Linked DNA regions of Mus musculus: region 1 is linked to region 2. A link is a contact called in public HiChIP or PLAC-seq data. All regions are on one chromosome and are shown on one strand. The core of a region is the stretch at or near the end of the contact, and the rest is flanking DNA. Distances in the headings are between cores, read along the strand shown.

What was found. HiChIP or PLAC-seq counts read pairs in DNA pulled down with a chosen protein or histone mark.
Region 1: a contact with region 2 is called in an H3K27ac HiChIP or PLAC-seq map of embryonic stem cells, with 2.8 times the contacts expected there. The contact joins two enhancer-like sites. A contact is called at or near these places in 4 of 39 promoter capture datasets (embryonic stem cells, liver and stem cell-derived epiblast-like cells), 1 of 484 Hi-C or Micro-C datasets (bone marrow-derived macrophages), 1 of 115 datasets of contacts at active chromatin or transcription factors (embryonic stem cells) and 1 of 9 other capture datasets (pancreatic islet).

What each region holds. Positions count from the first base shown.
Region 1 is chr13:75,875,068-75,877,816 of GRCm38.p6, forward strand. It overlaps Rhobtb3 (Rho-related BTB domain containing 3), which reads right to left. Exons shown (of 12, transcript NM_028493.2): 10 at 2,306-2,472; 11 at 1,104-1,200. Among named protein-coding and RNA genes, the nearest start is that of Gm24163, 29 kb to the right of the region's middle. Within about 2 kb of position 1,309, at least 20 of the 459 cell types and tissues checked have an H3K27ac peak or open chromatin away from gene starts, as enhancers often do. A contact at or near this core is called in embryonic stem cells, where this site is marked.
Region 2 is chr13:75,684,017-75,687,165 of GRCm38.p6, forward strand. 1700037F03Rik (a long non-coding RNA gene) reads right to left here. Exons shown (of 3, transcript XR_873683.1): 2 at 2,222-2,301. Among named protein-coding and RNA genes, the nearest start is that of Gm23012, 6.3 kb to the right of the region's middle. Within about 2 kb of position 1,580, at least 10 of the 459 cell types and tissues checked have an H3K27ac peak or open chromatin away from gene starts, as enhancers often do. A contact at or near this core is called in embryonic stem cells, where this site is marked.

The sequences.
Region 1 (2,749 bases), core at 59-2,558, 190 kb after region 2:
ATGGAGGGGAGCCCAGAACTCTGGAGTCTGCTGCTCCATTCTCTTTCCCTCCACTTATCCTGTTTACCCCTAATCCCTCTGTAGCACTCTCCAAACCCTCAGCCATCCCCATACAGAGTTCTTTGTCCTTGACTGGCACTCTTTCCTGTCCTTTTCATGAGTCACCTACTCTGACAAACACCCCACCTTGTTTTCCTTCCTATTATGCAGTTCCAGGAAATCTCACCCTTTGCTTGTTCTGAAGCTGAGACTGGCCTAGAACTCAGAATTCTACTGCCTCCACTTTCTTTTTTTTTTTTTTTTTTTTTTAAAGATTTATTTATTTATTGTAAGTACACTGTAGCTGTGTAGCTGTCCTCAGACACTCCAGAAGAGGGAGTCAGATCTCGTTACGGATGGTTGAGAGCCACCATGTGGTTGCTGGGATTTGAACTCCTGACCTTCGGAAGAGCAGTCGGGTGCTCTTACCCACTGAGCCATCTCACCAGCCCCTGCCTCCACTTACAAATGCCGAGATCCTGAGCATGCACCGCCACGCCTGGCTGCCTCATTTTAATCGTTACCAGTTACCTCAGAAATCACTCTACAATTATCTCCAGTAATTCCATATAACCTTCCATAATACTTGGTTAATAAGAAAACTATTATTTCAAAGCTCCTACATAGATATATATATAGATTATCTAAGTATTAAAGATGACATCTTATAAAATAACAATACTTATATTTCTATGAAAAGGAAAAAGCTCAACCATATATCGTTTAAAGTTTGCTCCTGACTGAATAAGGTCTCATTTACCACAGCCAAGTGGCACCTGAGGACACTTGTCACCACTTTAACACTCCTACCAGAAAACAAATTAAACATGAATGAACACTATAAAATAATCATTAGAAAATGTATTGTGTAACCTAGGCCACGCTGCTTATGAAACCCAGGTGACTAAAGCTGAAGTGTCCTTAGTTATATAGAGGAATTAAAAGGAAGTGGGTAGCATTATATTTATGTTCTCAAGTTAAAGCATTTGTTTCTGTTAATTATGTTGCAAATCACAAAGGAAAGCTATAACATTTTCTTTTCAAAGCAGAAATCAGCAATGTACCTGAAAGGTCTTGAAATTCAGGCTTTTGGCTGAATATGAGGTAGTTAGTGGCGATGAAATGAAGCAGCCAGGTGGAAAGGCAGTCTGAGTGGTGAAACTGCAAGAAAGGAAAAAGAAAATGCATTCCATTTCCGATCTGCTCAGCTGTGTGCTCAGAGGCACTGCTCTGCTGTGCACCTCTTCAGCTTCCATATGCTCAGCTCTTTATTGGAGCGTCCCCCAGCCTGAAGCAGGCTGATGCAGACCTTGTCGCCACTGAGGTGGGGCCACCTGCAGTGCAGCTTTCCGACTTGGCTGGCTTCCTTTGAAGTGACAACTGCCCTGCTCTTCTGCTACCTGCCTAGAGGCTGAACCTATCTTCCTGAGACATTCCTGAATAAGCAACAGCATGGCGACATGGACTGGCGGGGGGGGGGGGGGGGAAATCCCCCTTTTAAGCACAGTCTCTTAATAAACTCGATGACCTTGATCAGAGAAAAATTTGTCTTGGCTTCATTCTTTTCTCGCCACCTAGTCTCTCTTTCAGCCCCAGCCTGCCTTCCAGAAATACCTGGTTCGTGTAGGCCACGGGCCAGCCTCCTACTACACTTTATAACCACAGCTGTTCACAGTGACTTGTGCAATCTGCATGTGTCTCCCAGAATTAGTAGGAGCACCATTCTTAACAGTGAGGGCCTGGGCATTCGAGGAGCCAGAAGCCAGTGAGGTGATACCCAACTTTACACTTTTCATTTTCCTAGATTCCTAATCAGCAAGGCTTGTCAGGTGAACTCAACAAATGTTCACCATACCACTGAATTCGAAAATATGCTCATGAAATGAATGAATGATTAATGAATGAGGGAGAAAGGAGTTTTGGGAACTATGTCAGTTGGCATATACAGACTAATCCTACCATTTTCCTTTCAGTAATGTAGGAAGAAAATTCTATTTCCTGTACTGCCACTGTTCTTAACACAGCCACACTCAAGGAACCTGGATTAGTACCACGATTGGGGAAAAAAAAATACGCATATGTAACTTCTAACCTAATGCTTCAAAATTACTTAACTGTAAAAACCAGTGCAAAGAAACTGTAGCCTCATTCAGCCAAACTTTTGAATGAATACTAGTCTCGATATTGCTGTTAAAACACAGAAAAATAAAAGGAGTATCTGTGTATTTTAAATCAAAAGAGCCCCACCCTGACCCAAGCCAACCACCTTGGCCTTTTTGAGCAGGTCTACAATGTCGAGGTTCATGGAGGCCAGCTCCCTGCTGGGCATGCTCTGCAGCTGTGTGATGATGAACAGCTCACAGATGTGCTGCAGTCTAGAGACCTGGTACATCTCAGCACAGATCAGGAGACACATGGCCTGAAAAATGCCAGCTGATGAGAGAGCAAATGAGAGAAGATGTACGGTTAGACTACTGCTCTGAGAAACAAAAAGAAAACACACATTACTGGTGTGTACTTCTATTTGTTACATCTATTACATTCCATTGTAGCTATGACACCAACAACATTGTTATTATTTCGGCAGTACTTAATATAAACAGACCAACAGTCTCCACTTTTCTTGATTAAAAAAATGCTCACATATGCACACACATAAACACTAGTATTTAACTGAACTCTGAGTTTTCATTTTGGCTAATCTTCCCCA
Region 2 (3,149 bases), core at 330-2,829:
ACTGACTGATTTATAAGAAATAAGAATGTATATGTTCATGGTTACAGGTACCACTACTTTGTACTGAGGAACTAGCTTCCTACACATGAACTTCGAGAAATACATTCAAACCATATCAGGGACTATAGTTATAGTCTTTATATATTTAGCATTTCTTGAATTCATTCATATAATTACATGAATGAGTATTATACATTCAGGTACTCTGAAAAAGGCAACAGTGAACTTAAACTAATTCTCTCTGAAGTACTTTTAAGATCCTATATTTATCCATACATTTTATTCCCACATTTTCAACAATACCAGAAATAATTTATTGGTAAAATGATACTCTAAAATGATATACATCATTCTTCATAACCCTGTCTTTCTGCCCTGAGCAATATCAATACTCCTATTGCTTGCATTCTTTATCTTGAGTTGATGTCACCTAGCATACTAAAGATAAAAGTTAAAAGTTATGTTGCCTTATAAACAATACTCTGAGAAAATATCTTAATAGCATACTTGTAAAATTTCATCTATAGACTAACCTTTTGCATATGTGTATATAATCTCACTCTTTTTCATGTTTTCTCTCTCTCAATATATAATGTTCTTGGTGATAACTTTTTAGGTTATGAAATTGTGGGTAATTATAGTTTCTTTCTCACTACTCATTTGCATCTTCTTACTTTATTAAAAAATTATCAATATTACATGGTAGGGCCCCAAAGTTATATAAACTTATATACTTATAAACTCCATGATTCTTTAATATGAGCCACACTTGAACTTTTTCAGAACTGTACTGCAATATTTTGGATGTTCCAACCAATTCACTGAAAGAAGTGATAAAGCTAGGTATGCTTTTCTCACATTTGAGAAGTGTTAATTCATTCAAGAGCATAATTAAGTAATGGCCTGGTAGTCCAACTCATTATAACTCACCAGGCATCAAATATGCAATGAATATGTTTGACTGTTCTACATGAGTGTGTATACCCTGAATTTAACAACCAAGTCATATTTATTGTGAGGCTATGAATTTCCATATGATGCTATTGGTCAGTGAGCTAAAATAGCTAAAGAACACTTATCATGCTTTAGGCTTGAAAATCTGCTTGAATTAAAATCATTAAGAATCTGGGCTGGGGCCAGCTATGGTGGTGCACACCTTTGCAGCCAGCACTCAGGAGGTAGAGGTAGGCAGATCTCTGTTAATTAGCCAGGGCTACAAAGTGAGACCATGACTTAAGAAAAACAGGAAAAGGAAGAGGAGGAGGAGGAAGAGGACAAGGAGGAGAGAGAGAAGGAGGAGGGAGGGAGGGAGGGAGGGAGGGAGGGGGAGAGAGAGAGAGAGAGAGAGAGAGAGAGAGAGAGAGAGAGAGAGAGAGAGAGAGAGAGCCCGCAGCTTACATGAACCGGTACTCCTGAAGGGCAGGCTGGGGCTGAAAGAAACTAGACAAATTTTTCTCTGATCAAGGCCCCAAAGTTTACTAAGAGTCTTGCTTATAAAGAGGGGAGGCCCATCCCCTGCCAATCCATTCTTAGTGCCTGGAACCAGCCTGTAGACGTGCAGAATAGGATGCGTCTCCGGAAAGTCTCAAGGGTCTCTCAGCAGGTAGCAGAGTCTCAGAGAAGGGGAGCAGTAGTTGACATAACAATATAGCCATCTAAGTAGGAAGGCTACACCCCAGGTGATCTCTTATTCAGTGGCAGCAAAGTCTGAATCACCTGCTTCAAGGCTGAGGGAGGCTGAGGAGGAAGGGGGGGGGGGGGAGAGAAAGAGAGAGAGAATATGATCTGGGCTGGGAGGATGTCTCAGTGAGTACTTTACCAGGAAAGCACATGGATGTGAGTCCTACCAGATCCCACATGAAAGAATGTCTATAAAATCAGTGCTTAGGAAACAGAGGCATAAGGATCCAGGGACGTTCACTGGGCAGCCAATCTAGCTGTGGCGTAAGTTTCTTCTAAGATGAAAACATTCCATCCTACAGGGAAGCTTCCAGAGAAGCTTTGAAACATCCTTGAACTTGACCAGATTTGCTGGGCCCCTTTCTACCAGAGTAAAAAATAAAAGCTGAGAGTCTCCCTTAAGACAGAAGGAAGCTGAGCTTCAAAGAGGACTCTGAGACCACACCTGCTTTGTGGAAGAGGCAGAAACTACCAGCTGTGTGGAAGAGGTTTAGACCAGCAGGGGTGCCTGGATAGGACACTCTCCAACTTATTGACCTACCTGCAAGCTGTGCAGAGTGCTCCAAGGTTCCCAGCTTTGTGGGCTTTGGTGATGCAGCTGTCTTTGAATTATTTGTGTTCCTGTAAATAATCCCAATAAGACACATTGATTCACTGTGTTGGACTTTTGTGTAATAAGTACTTTAGACTGTCATGGGATCCCTGTCTGGAGTGAGTAGATGTGTGTGTTTTGTCTCCGAAGGAAATGTTTTATCACACAATACTAGCCTAACTTTTGAGAACTGGCTAATAGGAGACCCTGACACAAAGGACATGAATAAGATGAATCTCTTATGATACTCAAGGTTATCCTCCAGCATCAACATACGTGTATATACACATGTACTCACCAACCCAATCATATGTGTATGTGTGTGTGCATTAAGAAAGAGTAATGAAGAATCTACCATTATAAAGTATAGCTAGTGTGCATTTGTTGTTAATGTGTCTTGCCTTCCTAGGATGCTTTCCAAACAGAAGTTAATAACACAAACAGCTCTAAATTGAACAAAGTGAAGAGATAAGACGTAAGTATATAAATCCATGATAGTATCTATTAGCCTAGACTTTGAAACTCACATAGTCTAGTGACTCAATCCTAACTGCACAGGAAAACCATGTTAGAGTTTTTATAAAACATCGATGCCTAAGCCCCACTCCAAATCAATTTGCTCAGAATCTTAGGACAAGCTTTGGCAATGGTATCTATTTCACCAATACTACTCAGTTGTTCTAAGAGCTTTTGCGTACGTTAAGTCATTTAATGCTTTACCCCATGACATAAGTACTATTGTCACCTCCACTTTCTTGTGATGAATTGAGTCTTATCCATTTACTTAGCCCAATCAGACAATGAAGCAGCAGATCCTGTATCACACACAGGCTCATTGGTGCCTAGATTAAGCTATCGGTTGTGGTGGCTCTTCAGC